Linked DNA regions of Macaca mulatta: regions 2 and 3 are each linked to region 1. A link is a contact called in public Hi-C data. All regions are on one chromosome and are shown on one strand. Each heading gives the region's core, a stretch centred on a gene start, on an enhancer-like site or on the middle of the called end of the contact. The rest is flanking DNA. Distances are from core to core; before and after follow the strand shown. Region 1 holds the start of ST6GALNAC4 (ST6 N-acetylgalactosaminide alpha-2,6-sialyltransferase 4). Region 2 holds the start of CDK9 (cyclin dependent kinase 9). Region 3 holds the start of TOR2A (torsin family 2 member A).

What was found. Hi-C and Micro-C count contacts between places; a contact is called where the count stands out from the background.
Region 2: a Hi-C map of fetal cortex germinal zone shows a contact between it and region 1, with 1.7 times the contacts expected there. The contact joins the promoter of CDK9 here to the promoter of ST6GALNAC4 in region 1. A contact is called at or near these places in 4 of 14 Hi-C or Micro-C datasets (CD4 T cells, blood, fetal cortex germinal zone and 1 more).
Region 3: a contact with region 1 is called in a Hi-C map of liver, with 3 times the contacts expected there. The contact joins the promoter of TOR2A here to the promoter of ST6GALNAC4 in region 1. A contact is called at or near these places in 4 of 14 Hi-C or Micro-C datasets (CD4 T cells, blood, fetal cortex germinal zone and 1 more).

What each region holds. Positions count from the first base shown.
Region 1 is chr15:19,779,864-19,782,578 of T2T-MMU8v2.0, forward strand. ST6GALNAC4 (ST6 N-acetylgalactosaminide alpha-2,6-sialyltransferase 4) reads left to right here and starts at 1,349. Exons shown (of 5, transcript XM_077967889.1): 1 at 1,349-1,557.
Region 2 is chr15:19,922,153-19,925,284 of T2T-MMU8v2.0, forward strand. It overlaps CDK9 (cyclin dependent kinase 9), which reads right to left and starts at 1,311. Exons shown (of 7, transcript NM_001266230.1): 1 at 1,172-1,311; 2 at 629-710. The coding sequence starts at 1,263. SH2D3C (SH2 domain containing 3C) reads left to right here and starts at 1,991. Exons shown (of 13, transcript XM_028834789.2): 1 at 1,991-2,572.
Region 3 is chr15:19,976,347-19,979,377 of T2T-MMU8v2.0, forward strand. TOR2A (torsin family 2 member A) reads left to right here and starts at 1,531. Exons shown (of 5, transcript NM_001257791.1): 1 at 1,531-1,717; 2 at 2,235-2,500. The coding sequence starts at 1,567.

The DNA of each region.
Region 1 (2,715 bases), core at 99-2,598:
GGAAGGTTGCTGAGCTGGGGACAGATACCCTGGCATCTAGCCCAGGCCTGAGCCTCTGAGAAAAAGGAAAAAGGAGTTTGAAATGGAGACCAGGGAAGGAGCCCAAGCTGGTTCCCAGGCCAGCGCCCTGCAGAGGAGGTGGGTGTGGCGGGGATGGGGAGAAGATCTTTCTGGCCAATGCAACATTTTGCAAAAAAAAAAAAAAAATCATAAACAAGGGCCGGGCGTGGTGGCTTACGCCTGTAATCCTAGCACTTTGGGAGGCTGAGGCAGGCAGGTCACTTGAGGTCAGGAGTTCGATACCAGCCTAGCCAACATGGTGAAACCCTGTCTCTACTAAAAATACAAAAGTTAGCTGGAAATTGCTTGAACCCGGGAGGCGGAGGTTGCAATGAGCCAAGACGGTGCCACTGTACTCCAGCCTGGGCAACAGAGATTCTGTCTCAAAAAAAAAAACAAAAAAACTTAGACGGGAAGTGTGCCCTCTCACTTCCCCATAGGCCCACCCCTGCTACCGTCCCAGTGCTTTCTGCCACCAGCCTGGCGCCTGAAGGCAGTTGCCTCTGAGATCCCAAGGGACCCCAATAGGACACACTGCGGCATCTGCCCAGGGCCTGGGCTAACTTGACTTGGATTTGGAGGACATTCCAGCGAGGGAGCCTTTGAGAGGTAAGAGTAGGTGGTCACAGCCCCTGGTCTGGAGTGAAACTGCCTGGGTTCGAATCTTGGCTGTGACAGGAGCCGCTTCTGCACGTGGGTCTCAGAGGAGAAAAACAGGCTCAGGTGAATGTCACACTGACATAATCATAATAAAATAATCATATTGAAAATAACTTATGTATTCGTTGTTTATCTGAATTTCCAGTGTCACTGGGCATTCTCTATCTTACTTGATAAATCCAGCAACCCTACCAGTTGAAACGTGGACTGCCTGACCGGAAGCCCCGCTTAATTTCCCTGCCCAACCACCATTTCAGAAATGGAGACACTCAAGTCCGGACAGCCAGGCCGCCACTGCCCGGTGGCCCCCGACACACTCTAGGTCTCTTTCCCCTGCGGCCCGACAGCCTCGCCCAGGCAGGAGCCTGCTGGAAATGCGGAGGACAGAAAAGGGAGATGCTGGTACTCAGACTCCGCCCCGGCTCTGAAGCCCCGCCCCCGGCCCTGAGGCCCCGCCCCTAGCTGGAGGCCTCGCCGCCAGCCATTCACGTCCCGCCCCGTCCCGGCCGCGCAGAGCCCTCCCCAGGTCGCGCAGGCTGCGCTCGTAGGATCCGCCTGCGGCGCGCAGGCCCCGCCCCAGGCGCGCGAGTCTCCGCCCGTCCTTGCCGGCCCCGGCCCCGCCCCCTGCCTCTGGCCGCTCGGATCAGCTTCCAGTCCGGTCGGCCCGGCCCGGGGGCCATGGAGCTCCGAGCAGCGGATCGCGAGCCTCCTGCGAACCCCAGCCTCCACGCCCGGTTAGCACCCGGCCGGGAGATGAGGCAGTGGAATCTGGAAGGGCGGTGAAAATCCCACGTCCTGCCCTTCCCCGGCCTCTCCATTCGTCCCCCGGGTAGAGAGGTAGGATGGATGGGGTGGAATTCCGGGCTTCTGGTTCTCTCTGCCCCAGACCCGATTGGTGACCTTGAGCTGGGGGTGCCCCCTGGCTGCCTCTTGGGTTGGCAGGAGGTCTCGCAAAAGTCGCTGAGTCCTGCTCTTTTAGGATGGGGACATTGCCTTCCGGTGTTTGGAGACGTCAAGGGGTTGGATTCCCGGGCGCCATGTGCTTTCACCCCGGCCTGTACCCTCCCCTGCCTCAGTTTTCCCGATAGCCTAGAACCTCATGTGCCTTATCCCTCCTAGCTCTGAGTTTCTGGGTCTTGGCAGGTGCCCGGCTCCCACCCCTTCCCAGCCCCAGCCCTGGAGACAGCAGCCCCTAGACTACCGAGGGACAGTGACAGCATGAAGGCTCCGGTAAGTGGTGGAAGAAGGAGGACTTCCAGGGAACGCAGAGACCCTGACCAGCGGAGCAGCTCAGCAGCCTCTCCACCCCAGGAGCCACTGCCACTTCTGACCTCCCTGCTGCCGAGCAGAGAAAGGCAGAATGGCCTCAAAGTCCAGCTCTCTGTGTGACCCCAGGCGGGTGGCATCCCCTCTGCGGTGTCCGTACCTTGCTATCCCTGTAAAACGGAGGTAACACTACGAGCTAACCAGGCAAGGCCTACCTGGGACTGGGGGTGTGAAAGTTCAGTTCAGCCGCTCTTGTCTTTACCGCAGAAGCCCCGGGTTGTGAGAGAGAGACAGCTGGCTGTGGGGGGCAGTTCATCTCAACTGCCTGAGTCAAGGTCTCTGGTTCCTCATGGGCAGGGGAGCAGGTGCCAGGCAGAACTACCTCCCCTGCACAGCTGGCCACACAGAAAAGACTTATTTTTAGAAGCTGACGTAGCTTTGCGGGCAGAAAATGGTGGGCCTTGGGCAGGATGCGCCGGGGTGGGTGGGGGTGATGGGGTGGGGGGTGGGGGCGACTTGCCCACTTCTGATTTTCAGAGAGCACCAGCCAAGGGCTCGGTGGCTTCTGAACGGTGGCCTAGGGACTTGTGCCTCGAGTCTAGAAAACTGGAGCCCAGAGAGACACAGGTGGTGACCAGGGTGGACCACTACCCAGTGACTAGCCCACAGTTCTGCTGCCACCAAGCCCCTCCCCTCCTGGGAGGCTTGGTGGTGGTGGAGGCATTCACT
Region 2 (3,132 bases), core at 61-2,560, 140 kb after region 1:
AAACCAGCTGTCTCAGAAGCTCTGCCTGTAAAATGGATATAGTAGGAGCATGCACACTTCAAGGAGATGATTTGAGACAACAAACTGAAACAGCAATACTTTGCTATTAGCCACTAAATGCTCGGCGGTTTCAGCCTTCAAACTTCAGCTCTATGGCTGTTTCGTTGGCAACAAACATGACGATTCAAAAATGTCCTCGCTAAAGCACATCAGGAAAAGGAAGGTTTATGGGACGTTGTACTTGAGCTAAGATGGGGTGGAGGGACCGCTCCTTTTAAACACATTAAATAACTGAGTATTAGTCACTTTTCAAAAATTTGCATGCATATGTATCTTTCTTTAACATTAAGCAAAATTTAACACTAAAAAAAGGTGTTTAAAGGCTTCCTAACTTCGTGAACTAAAGTGCACACGATGCATGCATCAACTCCCCCTCCCGGTCTCACCCATAACTGCCTAAGAATGAAGCATTTAGTTTTAGGGTGGAGGCCAAATTCCCTGGAAATTTCTGAACTACTACGAAAAAAATTAAATCTCAACCTGAGACTCCTAGAAGCAGCAGGGTGGAAAACCGACCCGGGGTCCTGGGCAGTTAGACGGCTGGCCCGCACGCCCGATCCGTACTCACCCCCTCCTTCTCGTTTTCCATCAGCACCTTCTTCAGAGCCACCTTCTGGCCGGTCTTGCGGTGCCTGGCCTTAAACACCTCCCTGCAGGCGGAAAGGGAGACCCGAGAGCTCATCAGGCGATTTCCGCAGGGCCCGCCCCTCCCCCACTACAGGAGGAGGGGCAGCAGCAAAAAGATTCCCGGGCGGGGCTGGGGTAAGTACCCAGGGCACGCGGCTACCCCGCCACCCGGCACCCTGTCTCGTTCGGAGCTTCTGCTTCCTTCTCTCAGTCCCTTCTCCTCACTTGGGCGTCTCTTGGAGAGATCCCGTTCCCCTCACGGGCGCCTCTCTGCAGCCCCTCCCCGCCCCCACCACCGGCCTCAGGCTCCTCCCCACCAGCCGGCTCCTTCAGGCCGGGGCGGGGTGCGGCGCGGCCTAAAGACCAGTGGGCAAGCCCGGGGACAGACGGTTTCTCTACCAACTCGGGCGGGGCCCGGGGCATCCCGACGTCCGCCCTAGGGGTGCAGGCCCACGGCTCCCGGCCCCGAGGGGCCCAGCCTTACCCGAAGGTGCCTTGGCCGATCTTGGCGAGCTTCTCGTATTTGGAAACTTCATCACAAAAGGGGCACTCCACCGAGTCGTACTGCTTTGCCATGGCCGCCTCCAACGCGCCGCCGCCGCCCCCAGCCGCTGCTGCTGCCGCTCCCGCTCCGGGTCCCGCCGCCGCCGCGCTCCAGGCCCCTCCGCGGCCGCGCCACTTCCGCCTCCACGGCCACTTCCGGCCTCGCGGCGCCGACCCCGCCTCTTCCGCCCGCCGCCCGCCGCCAGGCCCCCTGGGACTTGTAGTTCCCGAGAGGCCAGGGGGAGCCGGAGCTGCAGAGGCGCCTCCGCCGCCGCCGCTGCCCCCGCCTCCGCCGCCGCCACTACTGGCGGCGGCCCCGATCGGGGGCGCGGGGAGCCGGGGCGCCGGAGCTGGGGCTCGGGGTGGCGCGTCCCGCTGCATGGGCCCGGGCCGCCGCTGCTGCCGAAGCTGCTGCCGCTCTGGCGCCCGATCCGGGGCCAGCCGCAGTGCCCTGCTCCTCCTCCTCCGACGGCGCCGCCTCCGCCGGGCTGCGCGGGGCGGCGGGCGGGGGGGCAGCCCCCGAGCCGCGGCCTGGGGGCTCCCTGGCCGGGCCCGGGCCCGGGGCGGCCGGGCGAGGGGGCGAGACGGGAAGAGCCGACTAGGAGACGGCCCGAGAGCCCGGGAGGGGGCGCGTTATAAAGGGGGAGGTGCCCGGCCTCGCCTTCCCCTCCTCCTCCGCCCGCCCCCGCCCTCCTCCCTCCCACCCTCCGCGGCCGCACCTGCCGCCGCCGCCACCGCCCGCCCGCCCGCCCGCCCGCTCGCTGTCCGCCGGCCGCCCTCGGCGCGTCACCGCCCGCGGCCCCTCCTCCGCCTTCGGAGGTGGGGCCCCGCGCTCGGCACCTGGCTGCGGGCGCCCAGCCGCGTGCCTCAGTTTACCCCCACATGCCGGCTGCCGCGGAGAGCCCCTTCCTCCCCGGCTCGGAGTGCCCCCCCAAGAGGCGAAGGCGGGAGGCGCGGAGGGAGCGTCCTCCGGCCCTGGGAGGAGAAAACGGCCCCCGCCTCCGCCTCCCCCGGTCCCCGCCACCCTCCGTTGACATGGCAACCGACGGCCGCCAGGGGGCGCGGCGGCACTGGAGGCGACGAGCAAGCAACGCCCGGGCCTTCTATCGCTGGAGCCTGGCTCTCCAGGAGGCAGGGATGGGACCCGCAGGACTCGCGCCTTCGCCGAGTCGCGCCAGAGCTGATCAGGCCCCGGGTCAATAATCGCAAAAAACAGCTACCATTTTCTCAGCACTCTTTGTGTGCTCAGGAAGTGCTGGGCGTTTCCGCCGAATCCTGAATCAACAGCCCCATAGTCAGGATCACTAACCCATTTTGCAGAAGAGGACATTGAGGCTCAGAGGTGAGGTCATTTGCCCAAGGTCACACGGCGACAAAGCTGGGTGTCTGACTGTGAAGGGGATTCTCTTGACTCAGGCTATCCGTGGTTGGGCCAGGAGGAGAGCACTGGGGAGGCTTGCTGTCCTTATGCAAGCGGGAGCTCACCACTCACCCCCCCATCTCCCTCCCCCATCGCGCCCATCCCTTCGCCTGCATCTTCCTGGCTCCAGCGGCCCCCAGATTCCCCCTCCAGCTCTGCCCAAGGACAGCCTCCGGCAAAGCCGTCTTTTCTGCCTCCTTTGCCCCGCTTCAATCTGCCCCCTCCTCTCCAGCCCTCTGCGGGTGGATCCTGAGACCTGGCCCCCCAGTCTGGCCTCTCTGTCCCCGAAGAACCTGAATGTGACATTGGAAGCTCTTTCCAGTTCACACCCCACCTCCCAGGCTGTGGCCATGCAAATCTCTCTACTGTCTCCCTAAGCCTTCCTGCTTTCAGGGCGGTTCTCCCCTGATTCCACACTCCCCTAGACTCTGGATGCCCTCTCTTCCTGCAAGAAGCCCTTGGGGTGGGCGCGGTGGCTCACG
Region 3 (3,031 bases), core at 281-2,780, 200 kb after region 1:
AACTCCCCTCTGGAAGACTGATACCTGAAAGGAGAAGGGACTTTTCCCGGGTCACAGCAGCAGAGCGGGAAAGGCTCCACCTGGCTTCCCGGACCCAGACTTCTCTCCTTTTTTCTCCTTGATAGTGGAAACTACTCATTTTCTTTTTCTTTTCTTTTCTTTTTTCTTTCTTTCTCTCTTTCTTTTCTCTCTCCTTCCTTCCTTCCTTCCTTCCTTCCTTCCTTCCTTCCTTCCTTCCTTCCTTCCTCCTTTCCTTCCCTTCCCTTTTTGTTTTTTTTCTTTTTCTTTCTGAGACGGAGTTTCACTTATGTCACTGTAACCTCCGCCTCCCGGGTTAAAGTGATTCTCCCACCTCAGCCTCCAGAGTAGCCAGGATTACAGGCGCCTGCTACCACGCCCGGCTAATTTTTGTATTTTTAGTAGAGACGGGGTTTCGCCATGTTGATTCGTCCGCCTCGGCCTCCCAAAGTGCTGGGATTATTGGCATGAGCCACCGCACCCGCCCCAACTACTTCTTTCTTTTCAGGCTTTGATATTTGGCCCCCGAAGCCTTGGGGTGTGTGTGTGTGTGTGTGTGTGTGTGTGTTGAGGTTGGTAGGGACAGGGTCTTTGAGGTGGGCCATGAAGGCTGTTGTCTTGGTTCCCTTACTCCAGTGGGTGGGGGAGGTGGGCAACAGGGATCAAAACGAATCCAGGCCAAGCTGGAGGCCTGGGAAGCCTGTGCGCTGAACCTCAAACGTCTGGAGTCCTTTGCCTTCTGAATCTTTTGACCAAGAGAGGCTGATAACATGCAACCGCGCACTAGGGCTCTGGCAGCAGCCAGACTTGGGTTTAGTTCTATTGTTTACCAGCTGTGTGACATTGAGTAAAAGGCTTAACCTCTTCGGTCCCAAATGCCTCCTTATTAACATGGGGACAACAACAAAACCCATCTCCTAGAACTGATGCCAAGCATTTGGCCACAGTTGCTGCTAGGTGAGGGAAAGTCCTGTTTCATACACAACGGAATGTTGATAATCATTTATTGATCACTTTCAGAGCCAAACCATTTGTGTGCCTTTATCTCATTGAAACACCACCATTTCTCTGGATAGCAGATACTATTACCATATTATAAGTTATATAGACATTTAGCACTAATGGCACAGAGTAAGTGCTCACCAAAAACTGTTAGCAAGGGCACTTTTGTCACATAAAAGAAAAAAGGAGCATGGGAAAGGCGCTTTGCAAGGTGTAAGGTTCCGCACAAGTTTTTGCTGTAATTGTTACGTCGCCCTTTGTGGTCATAATCCTTTATTTATTCTTTCTGAGTTACTACGATGGTCCCCTAGTTACCGTGGCCATGGAAACGCGGCCCGCCGTCCCGGATTGGACGGTTCGCGGGTTCCCCCTGGAGGCCACCTTCTGGTCCTGCTGCGAAAAGACGGGGCCTGCCTTGGAGACGGGGAGAGGGGTGTCGGGAGTTGTAGGCGATGGGCGTGGCTGCTGCGGAGCGCTGCACGCCGGGAGTTGCAGTTCCCGGGCGAGGCAGTTGGCTGCTCCACACCGAGCTCGGGCCTCACCCGGATGGCGGCTGTGACGCGCAGCTGCCGGCCCTGGGGCTCGCTCCTCGGGCTGTTCGGGCTGGTCTCGGCCGCGGCCGCCGCCTGGGACCTGGCTTCCCTGCGCTGCAACTTGGGCGCCTTTTGCGAATGCGACTTCCGGCCCGACTTGCCGGGTGAGGCGCCAGGGAGCCCGGAGCGAGGGGCGGGCGGACGCGGGCGCGCTGGGAGCCCTGCTGGCCCCGGCCTGAGCCGCTGAGGACTCAGAGGGTGGGACCCGGGGGCGGGGCCGGCAGACTTGCGAGGGTGGAGGGTACCCGTTGAGGTCCAGGAGGCCCTGCCAACCTGGAGAGACGCCTCAGCCAGCAGAGCTCTTTGGGGGAGATCTTGGGCCTCCCCGGAATGGCCTGGCCGTCAAGGGAGAAGAGCGCCTTGGGGATGGCCGGGGCCGGGGCTGACCTCGTTGACAGCTCGCATTTAGGGTTGAGTGCAATCTAGATGCCCGCCTGGTGGGGGCGCTGCCGAGCTGAATCAGGCCCGAAGGTGGCTCTTTTCCGCCACAGACCCCAAGGTCCCCGTGCCATGTGCATAGACAGCTTGGACAAACGTAAGGACACAGGAGTCCAGACATGACGTTCCCCTTGAACCTCTGCCTTGGTGGGATGTGTCCTCACCATCCTCCTGTGGCCCTAGGTCTGGAGTGTGACCTCGCTCAGCACCTGGCCGGCCAGCATCTGGCCAAGGCGCTGGTGGTGAAGGCGCTGAAGGCCTTTGTGCGCGACCCTGCCCCCACCAAGCCGCTGGTCCTCTCCCTGCACGGCTGGACCGGCACCGGCAAATCCTATGTCAGCTCCCTGCTGGCGCACTACCTCTTCCAGGGCGGCCTCCGCAGCCCACGCGTGCACCACTTTTCTCCCGTCATCCACTTCCCCCACCCCAGCCACGTCGAGCGCTACAAGGTAGGCTGGATGCGTCCTTGACCACTGTTCTCCTCACCATGGGGTGCCACCCTAGGGAGTAAGTCCTGAGCCCAGACAGGGGAGTCACCTGCTCCAGGCCACACAGCCGGCTGCAGCCCCAGCCCTCAGGACCCATCCTGCACAGAACTTGGGAAGGTGCCATTCTACCTGGCAGGGAGTACTTTGATTCCTTGGGGCAGTAAGGAACCTGGCAGTACCTACCTGCCAGGGTTGTTGTGATGGACATGAGATTATATCATTGCAGATATTATTTATGGAGCACCTATGTTTGTCAGATAATCTGCACTGTTGTCTTGCTGGAAATCCCCCCAATTTGTGGCTCAGAGTAAGCATCGGGAAATACTGGCTCTTACTACTACTGTTGTTGATTGCAAGGTACCCTCCAGGCTGATCAGTTTCAGCTGTCAACACTGCTGTGTAGTTTCAGGGAGCAGGAAGGAGCCTTCCTCTTTTATAGAAAGCAGCAGGTGTCATGCAAGGAGCCCTGAACAGGGAAGTGGGAGGCTTGGG